Regions from separate parts of the Mus musculus genome. Here region 2 is linked to region 1. A link is a contact called in public Hi-C data. All regions are on one chromosome and are shown on one strand. The core of a region is the stretch at or near the end of the contact, and the rest is flanking DNA. Distances in the headings are between cores, read along the strand shown.

Region 1 (5,158 bases), core at 1,995-4,494:
TCCACAGGCACCTGCACGTTCATGGTGCACACATACACTGACCCTACACATACACAGAAAATAAGAAATCATGTTAAAAACTGTTTTTAAAAAATGGTGAGATAACTCAATGGTACAACACTTGCCTAACACGTATGAAGCCCGAGGTTTAGTGTCCATCACCCTCTCTCTCTCTCTCTCTCTCTCTCTCTCTCTCTCTCTCTCTCTCACATATGCACACACTCACACAAAGGAAGGAAGAGTGGGAGGAAGAGGAATAAATACTGATTTTGAAGAAGAGAATAGTGCATGTTCATAAGGCCAAACTTGCCACCCTCCTGCTAGCACTTTTGTTTATTTGAATAATACTACAATATTGTCTTCAATATAAAGTTCCTAACAGGCTTCTTCCTAACAAAAATACATGACAGAGAGAGAGAGGAGAGAGAGACAGAGAGACAGAGAGAGAGAGAGAGAGAGAGAGAAGACAGAGATGCAAAATTTTATTGGGTTTTATTGATTAAGATTTTGGGGTAGGTAATATGTTCTTATCTTTGCTAAGTGGGAGGTTCAAGGTCAAACTGAACCATACAGAAATGGGTACAGGATAGAAGTTAAAAAAAAAAAGAAAGAAAAGAAAAGTCTGGTAAGCTCTTGACGACTGTACGTGCTTCCTACGCGGTAAGAGTCCATACACTTCAGTCGGAGAAATAGATTTGAGTTAGGAAGCACAACAGTAGCTACTTAATCACACATCCCAGTTCTCAGCATTCTGGATGTTGTGAGGTGTGCTGTGTTTTGTCCCTTTTCCTGGGCTTAAAGCTCCTCACCTTTCACCCTGTTTCTCACCCTGGAGGCTGAACTTTAAAGCACCAACTCAGAAGCACCTTTGCCCTCTGGGTTCCAGCAGGCTAATCAGTGGGAAGCCTTCACAGAAGTGCAAGCACACTATTGGCAACCTGTGTCCTTCCCTGTGTGCGCCCCTTTCAATGCTCTATGCAGAATTTTCCCTTCTGGTCTTTGATAATCTTTAACTTTATCCCGTTTGCTCTAGAGACTGGACTATTCTACCATTACTGCCTACTACACTGTTCTCTGTGGCTTCCCAACACTGCCATTCCGTCGCAATGAGTCACTTGGTAAATACGCCTTTCTTGGACTTTATCCCAGTTTGGGAGAGCTATCTACTTCCTGTTTGAAACACTGACACATTTTGGAGACTAATATTGCCAGGTTTTCTCAGGAGAATGGTTCCAAGCACATTCTGGAGGGGAGGTGGAGCTCCTGTTTCACATGGAAGGGACAATCTGCTGCAGATACAGATGCAGATGCAAATGCAAACACAGACGCAGATGCAGATACAGATGCAGATGCGGATGCGGATGCAGATGCGAATGCAGATGCAGTTCAGCACATCATAGCCTTCTTACTGAATTATTCCAACCCCACCACGATGAGTCAGCACAAGAGCTGTGTAAACCTAGATGGCTTCTGGTTACTTTCTCTGTCCCGTTCTATAGGAAAGTTCCAGAGATCCCTGAGGGTCCTGGTCCATCCCATAATGATGATAGAGATCACAGGACTCCCTAGGCTAGAAGTTTCTCTTAATTACAGGATAGGCATGCAAGGCTTTGATGGGCTAGGGAAAATAAAAGGAATAGTAATCACATTTAAAATTAGTCCTTGGGGGCTGTGGAGACGGCTAAGTGGATAAGAGTGCTTGCTTTATGTGTGTGTGTGTGTGTGTGTGTGTGTGTGTGTGTGTGTGTATGTATGTATGTATGTATGTATGTATGTGTATCATGTGCATGCCTGGTGCTCGGGAAGGCTCGAAGAGGGCATTGGATTTCCCTGGAACTGGAATTACAGAAGGTTGTAAGCTACCATGTGGGTACTGGGGACCAATCTCCAGTTCTCCTAACCTTTGACCCTTAACGGCTAAGTCATCTCTCCAGCCCCAGTTGTAGAACAACTTCCAAGGCAGGCTTTGCTTCCATAGCTCTCAACACAAAGCCAGATCAGAGGCTAGCACGTGAAACACCATCCTCCTAGCCTTTTACGCTAAAGAAAAAGACAGTGACCCCTCTGCTCTGGAAACAGTGACGCACATTTTTGGGAATTCATATTGCTCGATATTCTAAGGAGAAAAGTTGCAAGCTCATTCTGGAGTGGAAGTGGAGCTTACATTGTACCTGGATGGGACAGTCTGTTAAACTAAGATGCAGACACAGATCAGCATATCACCTTCCTGTCATATTGTCCCAGCCACACCACAATGAACCATCGACCAGTGATGAGTGCTGGGCATCAGTCCAGGGTCCTGGTATTTTAGAGAGTCCAACAGCCGGGCTGAATCCCCACCCTAGAGAGTCACCTTTTAAAAGCTCCTCTTACTTCCCTTTGCAAAGCCATCCAGCTGCTTGGCCTTGGAGCTGCTCTTCCACATTCTTGTGCAGAGTGTTTTTTTTTTTTTTTAAGCCCTCATTTTCCTCCTCTCAGGAAGCTTTACCTCCGTCCTTTTCCACATTGTGACCTCTGGTCTTCATAGGAGTCAGGACTACGGTCATTATAGCGACACACGCCTTAGGGCCACTTCCTTACCTGTGCTTAAAACTAAGAACTGCCCACACTTTAGCTTTCAGGCACTTAGTTTCAGTGTTCCTCAGAACTTCTTGTCTTGTAATGAAAACAGCAATACCTGCCCCCTTCCTTCCTCCCCTTTCCCCATCCTACTAAGTATCTCCCTTTCAGCTGTTTTCTCTCATGTAGTTCCCAGATTCTAATGCTTAGTCGTAGATTTCTTAATTTTAATGCTTTGACATTTCTGTGGTGGGCACTGGGATGAATTATACCTCCAGGAGCAAACAGCTTATCTTCCGGTAACCTTTTTTTTTTTTTTTTTGTCATGATAGACGACCTGGCCTAAGCAACCTTAAGAAAGAGGAGGAAGCAGTTATTTTGCCTGATGGCTTCAGTTAGTTTACTCTGAGAGCAGCTGGCTCCATTATTTTGGGCCAGAGGCAGGCTGGTCATAATGGCAAAGGGAGTGTGTGGAGGAGGTGGGAGGCTACTGTGTTATAGCATGGCAGTTAGGACTAGAGAGCCCGGAAGAGACCAGGAAAACTCTCAGTGGATCAGTTCCTGAAGTAAGGTCCACCTCCTAGAATTTCTGTCACCTCCCAAAATAGCCCCAAGAGCTAGAACAAGAATGAACAGAGGAGCCTGTGGGGGGTGTATTTCATATGAAAACCACAGTGTCTCCCAACCGCAACCAGTGTGGGTGTCAGAGAGTCAGTCTTCAATTACAGATCTCTTCAGAAACTACAAATGACTCAGCCCCAGTGAAGCTGGCTTCCAAAGACGTTTCAGCTTCTTTTCTGGTTTTGATAATAAATAAATAAATAAATAAATAAATAAATAAATAAAACCCTGCTCTGTTAAAAGCAAGTTAAGAGAGAAAGGGTTAGGGTTAGCAATTTCAGGTTAAGAATTTCAGGTTTCAATCCTCATTGCTGGGAAATTAAGCCGGCAAGAACTTAAACTAGCCAGTCACACTACATTCACATTCAGAGCAGGGAGGTGTGAGTTAAGCACTCGTGTTTTCCACTCTGACACTGTTCAGGATTCCAAGCCAAGGGAATGGGGAAGTTCACCTTGGGTGGGTCTGCTCATATCAATGAACATAACTAAGAAACTCCCTCTTGGACATTCTCTGAAGCCCTTCTCCCAGGTAGTTTTATTGTGTCAGGTTGACAATTTAATCTACAACTCCACTCCTTGTCAACCTGACACACAAACATATAACTTTAAGTCATAATCCCTGTCACATAAGCTCATGGGCACCTTATAATAAAATAAATAAATAAATAAATAAATAAATAAATATCAGTCCAAAATGTAAGGTTTCTATATACTAACCTTAAAAGTCCCCACAGTCATTAACAGTTCCCATGTTTTAAAAGTCCTAAGACTCTCAACTGAATGTCTACAGAACTGAACATAAGTTACGTACTTCCTACATATGGTAGCACAGAGCAAAGGGTTTCTATAATAGTGCAGAATAAAGAGTCTTATTTCAGGCTGGAGAAATGGCTCAGCAGTTAAGAACACCAGCTGCTCTTCTAGAAGTTGTGAGTTCAATTCCCAGCAACCACATGATGGCTCACAACCATCTATAATAGGATCTGATGGCCTTTTCTGGTGTGTCAGCAACAGCATGCTAATATACATAAAATAAATAAGCCTTTAAAAAAGTCTAATTTCAAAAGCCAAAAACTGTACCATGAAAGAAGCTGACCAAATATAGCACAGAAACGTCTGACATCTGAGACTTCTAGTGTAATCATGAGCTCCAAAAGGCCAGGCATTTTCAGTCTTCCAGCCCTGCTAACTAAAATGCACACAGCTTGTATCTGTCGCATAGACTGGCTCCATTGGACACCAGCAGATCTCCTCTATGGATGTCTTAGGGTCCCAGCATCTCATCAAAACTCAAGGGTCTACACATTTCTCACTTATCATGATCTCGTGATGGTCTTGTAGAGCTTCTGTTCATTAGCTCCAGCGTTGCTGTACAGTGTCTAGCCTCAATTTCCACAATCCCCTCACTCTTGTATTTTTCATGGTTTCAAAAACATGACCATGTGGATGTCACCAACAATTTCTACCACCCGCTGGAGATCTAGCCATGATTGGAGTTCCTTGTAGGATTGGCTAAGAGGCCTTCTGTGTTTCTCTACCAAAATACTTGAGACTTGGGAAAGAAAAGTTGTGTTCTTATAGAAGCTGAAGTAATTCATGATATGAATTTTGTGACATTTCATAAGATACTGAATGACGTCACATGGTAGGACCAGCAGCCAGGAGTAAGGGGCATACAGAGAACAGATAAAGCACAAGGTAGTCTTACTTTATAACAAACCGCTCTCACTGTACTTAATTCAGTCCCTAAAGAACCGCCTCACTCTTGTGGCACGGTCCTTAATCCCTTAAGGTTAGAGCCCTTTGGTTTAATTATTCCCCTGAGGTTCCACCTCCTACAGAGTCCACCATTTCTGGAGTCTGCTATTTAGAGCCTAAGCTTCAGCAAATGAACCCTGTGTAAGTCATAGCACCTTTTCTGAGACCCCATTATAGCTCAGCTTTTCCTTCCTTTCAAAATAACATTCCCTAATAAGCT
Region 2 (4,869 bases), core at 689-3,188, 47 kb after region 1:
ATAAACACGTAGTTTGGAAAATGAAGTTAACAGAATTTCAAAACAACACCAACAAGGTGAAGAGTAATTTAGGCCACTGACATCCTGAGTGTTGTCCACTAGATTTTCAGCTGTTGAAGTCAAGTGCTGGCCTCACTTGAGACCTTGGGAAGTTGTATATGAATGAATGGTGTTCAGAATTACTTGGCAAAAGTGAAATTAGAATAAGATTTGTACTCCTCAAGTCTAGTGGGGATTTTGAAATCTTTTAGAAAATGTCAATGTAAAAGACTGAAGGGTTGCAGATCTTGATCATCACATCAAATGGGTGCTCCATTTAAGACATTTTAAAGTAGGACTGTGATAAACCACAGACTGTGACTTGGTAGGCAGAAATGATAAAGATCAGACAAGGCCCTTCCTCTTTCAGTTCCTTCTTATTTGCCACTCGAACCTGTAAAAAAAAAAAGCATATAGCTATCAGGATAGTATATTCAGTGGTTATCTGTCATGTGTAAGTTTCCAGAAATTAGTCATTTCAGAAGTAGATATTTCTGGGGTTGGTAGAAGAAATGCAGTCCTATAAGGGTGTGTTTGGTCATCACATTTATAATTAATTACCATCAAGCAGGCTTAATACTTTGTTTCCCGAGCAGCTGTGAAATATAGCCAACTACTATTTATTTATGTGCCTTCTAGGCCTTAACATTAGCTAGATTTAGACTCCACCTATTCAGGTGTGTTTGTGCTTGCAAAGATTTATTATTTCTAATTATGTGTATGTGTGTGCCTGTGTATGGATGTGTGCACAGGAATGCAGGTGCCTGAGGGGGCACCTCAGGGTGGTGTTGGACTTGAACTCTAGTCCTAGGCAATAGTGTTCAACCATTGAGCAATCTGTCCATCCATATAGGTGTGTTTAATGCTTAGGAACAAGACATATCTTTAGGGTCTGTGTATTGTGTTGTTCCTGAGATAGTATGCATAAAAATGCTTTAGAAGGGAATTAGAAATAGTTCCTGTTAGAGTCTAAGTATTTCAGGTCCCAGTTATGGAGCAGGAAATTGTAAATATTTTGGGATTGCTTTTAAAGATCTTGAATAACTTAATTTTTTCCTATAAGTCAAATAGTATTTCTGTAATAGTTGTAAAGCAACTAATGAACTTAATTTATTTGGATTAATAAACTGTTATCACATTTACTATCTATCTATCTGTCTATCTATCTATCTATCTACCTTACACACACACACACACACACACACACACACACACACACACACATTTTATTACCACAGAGGACGTAAACACTAAGTTTTGGTGCTTATTGTTTTGCTGACACACGTGGCTTCATGATGAATACCTGCAGTGCAATCTTGACAGTAAGGGGCAGCATTTTTATCAAGATTGTATGTTTACTGTGAAAAAATCTAGATGTGTTAATAAAGAAATGTAGGCTGGAAATTGATAGGAAAAATTATAACATGCTAATGTTTAATGGCAATTATAGTATTTGTAGTGACATCGAATGCTTATCCTAATAATAGTAATGTTGACATGCATTACTTGTTTTGACACAGGATTCAAATATGTAAATATTTGTCTGATTTCAGACTCACAGTTAAAGACATAGTTAGATCCATAGTATTCTGCGTACAGTGTATCATTTTGCTGGGTATGGCCGGTGAGGCAGGTGTGCCTGTCCTAACCCTTTGCTGTTGCCGTGCCTTTGATAATGAATGCACTACTGACTAGGAGCATGTTATTGGCCAAGTCCTTTGACTTGAATTGCTTTCATTTTTATATTTGTAAGACCTTTGCATGCCATATTCAGTTTTTATGAGACCCAAGAACATAGTTGTGGAGAAGAGTTTTGTAAATTGTGCTGCTGAACGTTCTAGAAGCAGAAGTGTTTATTTGGTTCCTAAGCTCTGTGGTGGTTATCTGTGTTAAGATTCTAATCGCTTGAATAAGAACTGTCAACCTGGAAGAAGGGGCAGCTTCATGGAAGTCAGCGACTGGCTTCTTCCACCTCTCCTATTTAGTGTTGTGGAAGCATTAGGGGCAGACTGAAGACTCTGAGCTATTCTGAGCTCAGAAATTAGTTTTGTACTACAAGAGAAATTTGGCAGAGAAGTCTGCATCACCATAGTGATAGCACCAGTTAAACTTGTGTGTGTTTCAGGTGAGACAAGGAAGACATTAGCTGTGGCTCTGCCCTTCCTCCCTTCTCCTTCCCTTCTGTGCCCTCCTCTCCTCTCTTGCCCCCTCCCTCATATTCTAGCACTGGGGATATGATCCTTGGCCTTGCGATGCTAGGGACATGCCTTGCCACTGCTGTACCTCCACCCGGACATACCTTTCTTGTTCATCCCCCGCCCCAAATGTTCACAGATGCAAATCCTAGTAAGATGGGAGTACCTTATGTTTGTAAGTTGTCAAACTTCTAAGAGTCAATGTTGAGAAGCTCACAAGTTGTTATGAGTCTGTTGAGAGTGAAGACATTACACAAGTAAAGGAGAGTATCAATTGAGGGATCTGAGGTAATCAGCTAAGTTCTATAAAAATCAATCCTAACAAGAGGTTATGAAATTTTGGGAAGGACTGTTTTGCATTTCAGAGTTTTTCAAAATTTGGAATATTTTTGGGTATATGTATGTGTGTGTGTATGTGTAAATTTTACCTATATATAAAATAATTGAGTATCATTTTAGATTTTAAATATATACATATAATACATATATACACACATACATACATATAATATGCATATTCATACATTCATGTGCCATATCTGGGAAAGGAACCAAAATTTAAAATAAGATTTAATTTATTTATAGCTGAAGTTAATTTATAATACATTATATATATACATATATAATTTTTTTAGATTTATTTATTTATTATATGTAGCTGTCTTCAGACACTCCAGAAGAGTCAGTTCTTGTTACAGATGGTTGTGAGCTACCACGTGGTTGCTGGGATTTTTACTCCGGACCTTCAGAAGAGCAGTCGGGTGCTCTTACCCACTGAGCCATCTCACCAGCCCCATATATAAATTATTGAAGGTATATATACATATATATGTCTGTGCACACACACACACACACAAACACACAGAGCTTGTTTATACCTTTTGGTGTTTTGAGACAATGTCTCAGTCCTGAATTGGCATGGAACTCACTATTTAAATCACCTCTGGTAATCCTTCTGTCTTGGTACCCAAGCGCTGGGTTAGCGCTCGAGGAGGTCAGATGTGGACGTTGCCACCTGCGATGCCGTGCTGATGCTTGTGGTGTCAGAGTTTGAGGGTGTGTTCAGAGTTTTGGATTAGGAATGTCAGTCTGGACTGCAGTTTATAATTAGAAAGGTAGTAAATGCAAGCCTATCTACTAATGACATCACGTCGACATCTGGATTTGTTTATAACTTTCTTTCTTTTTTTTTTCTTTTTGTGTTTATAGCATTTTTATTCATAATAGCCAGAAACTGGAAACAACATTGCTTGAATAAAGATTGGATAAAGAAAATATGGTACATTTACACAATGGAATATAGCTGTCTTTGCCTACTGTGGGGAGCGGGTGTGGCGGCAGTCCCAAAGGCGCCAGAGACTGCAGCTAAGTCATATGACTTGCACCTGACTTCCTCATATAAGACACAAACATCTTGAGTGCTGCGCAGGTGTACCAGGATACAGGTGAATCCAATTTGGTGGAGATTTGCCCCTGCTGCCCTGATTAGCTGAAGCCTCGTGACTGGCGAGGGGGCATGGCCTGCTGTGCGTGGATGGGAACTGAGAGTATAAAAGGAGTGAGAGGCCCAGGGTTCGGGGGAGATATATAAACAAGGGAGATATAAAAACAAGGGAGATATAAAAACAAGGGAGATATAAAAACAAGGGAGATATAAAAACAAGGGAGATATAAAAACAAGGGAGAGATATAAACAAGGGAGATATAAACAAGGGAAATATAGAGAAAGAAGAAACAGGACTGAATAAACGTGTGCAGAAGGATCCTGTAGCAGCGTCGTTCTTCCTGGCCAGTTGAGCACGCAACAAGTGGTGCCGAAACTCACGGGGGCTGGTGAGATGGCTCAGTGGGTAAGAGCACCCGACTGCTCTTCCGAAGGTCCGAAGTTCAAATCCCAGCAACCACATGGTGGCTCACAACCACCCGTAATGAGATCTGATGCCCTCTTCTGGAGTGTCTGAAGACAGCTACAGTGTACTTACATATAATAAATAAATAAAAAAAAAAAAAAAAAAAAAAAGAAAAAAGGGGGAATTGTGGGGAGCGGGTGTGGCGGCAGTCCCAAAGGCGCCAGAGACTGCAGCTAAGTCATATGACTTGCACCTGACTTCCTCATATAAGACACAAACATCTTGAGTGCTGCGCAGGTGTACCAGGATACAGGTGAATCCAATTTGGTGGAGATTTGCCCCTGCTGCCCTGATTAGCTGAAGCTGCATGCCTGGTGAGGTGGCGTGGCCTGCTGTGCGTGGATGGGAACTGAGAGTATAAAAGGAGTGAGAGGCCCAGGGTTCGGGGGAGATATATAAACAAGGGAGATATAAAAACAAGGGAGATATAAAAACAAGGGAGATATAAAAACAAGGGAGATATAAACAAGGGAGAGATATAAACAAGGGAGATATAAACAAGGGAAATATAGAGAAAGAAGAAACAGGACTGAATAAACGTGTGCAGAAGGATCCTGTAGCAGCGTCGTTCTTCCTGGCCAGTTGAGCACGCAACAGCCTACTTTCTGAGTTCTTCTTTCTTCACCCTTCTCCACTTTTTTCTTCTACCTTTTCAATCCCCTACTACTATATAAGAGAGCAAAAAGGATAGAGAGGAATGGAAAGAGATTCCTGAATAAAGTCAG

What was found. A called contact is a pair of places that touch in the nucleus more often than the background predicts.
Region 2: a Hi-C map of CD8 T cells shows a contact between it and region 1, with 1.6 times the contacts expected there. The contact joins the promoter of 4930596I21Rik here to the enhancer-like site in region 1. A contact is called at or near these places in 1 of 15 datasets of contacts at CTCF or cohesin (CD8 T cells), 3 of 484 Hi-C or Micro-C datasets (CD8 T cells and Th1 cells) and 2 of 115 datasets of contacts at active chromatin or transcription factors (effector CD8 T cells and pancreatic cancer cells).

The regions. Positions count from the first base shown.
Region 1 is chr1:138,927,852-138,933,009 of GRCm38.p6, forward strand. No RefSeq gene overlaps it. Among named protein-coding and RNA genes, the nearest start is that of Dennd1b, 33 kb to the right of the region's middle. Within about 2 kb of position 3,245, at least 46 of the 459 cell types and tissues checked have an H3K27ac peak or open chromatin away from gene starts, as enhancers often do. A contact at or near this core is called in CD8 T cells and effector CD8 T cells, where this site is marked.
Region 2 is chr1:138,975,719-138,980,587 of GRCm38.p6, forward strand. 4930596I21Rik (RIKEN cDNA 4930596I21 gene) reads left to right here and starts at 1,939. Exons shown (of 3, transcript NR_108103.1): 1 at 1,939-2,164; 2 at 2,374-2,522; 3 at 3,444-3,528. The region is part of intron 2 of Dennd1b (DENN/MADD domain containing 1B); the gene reads left to right.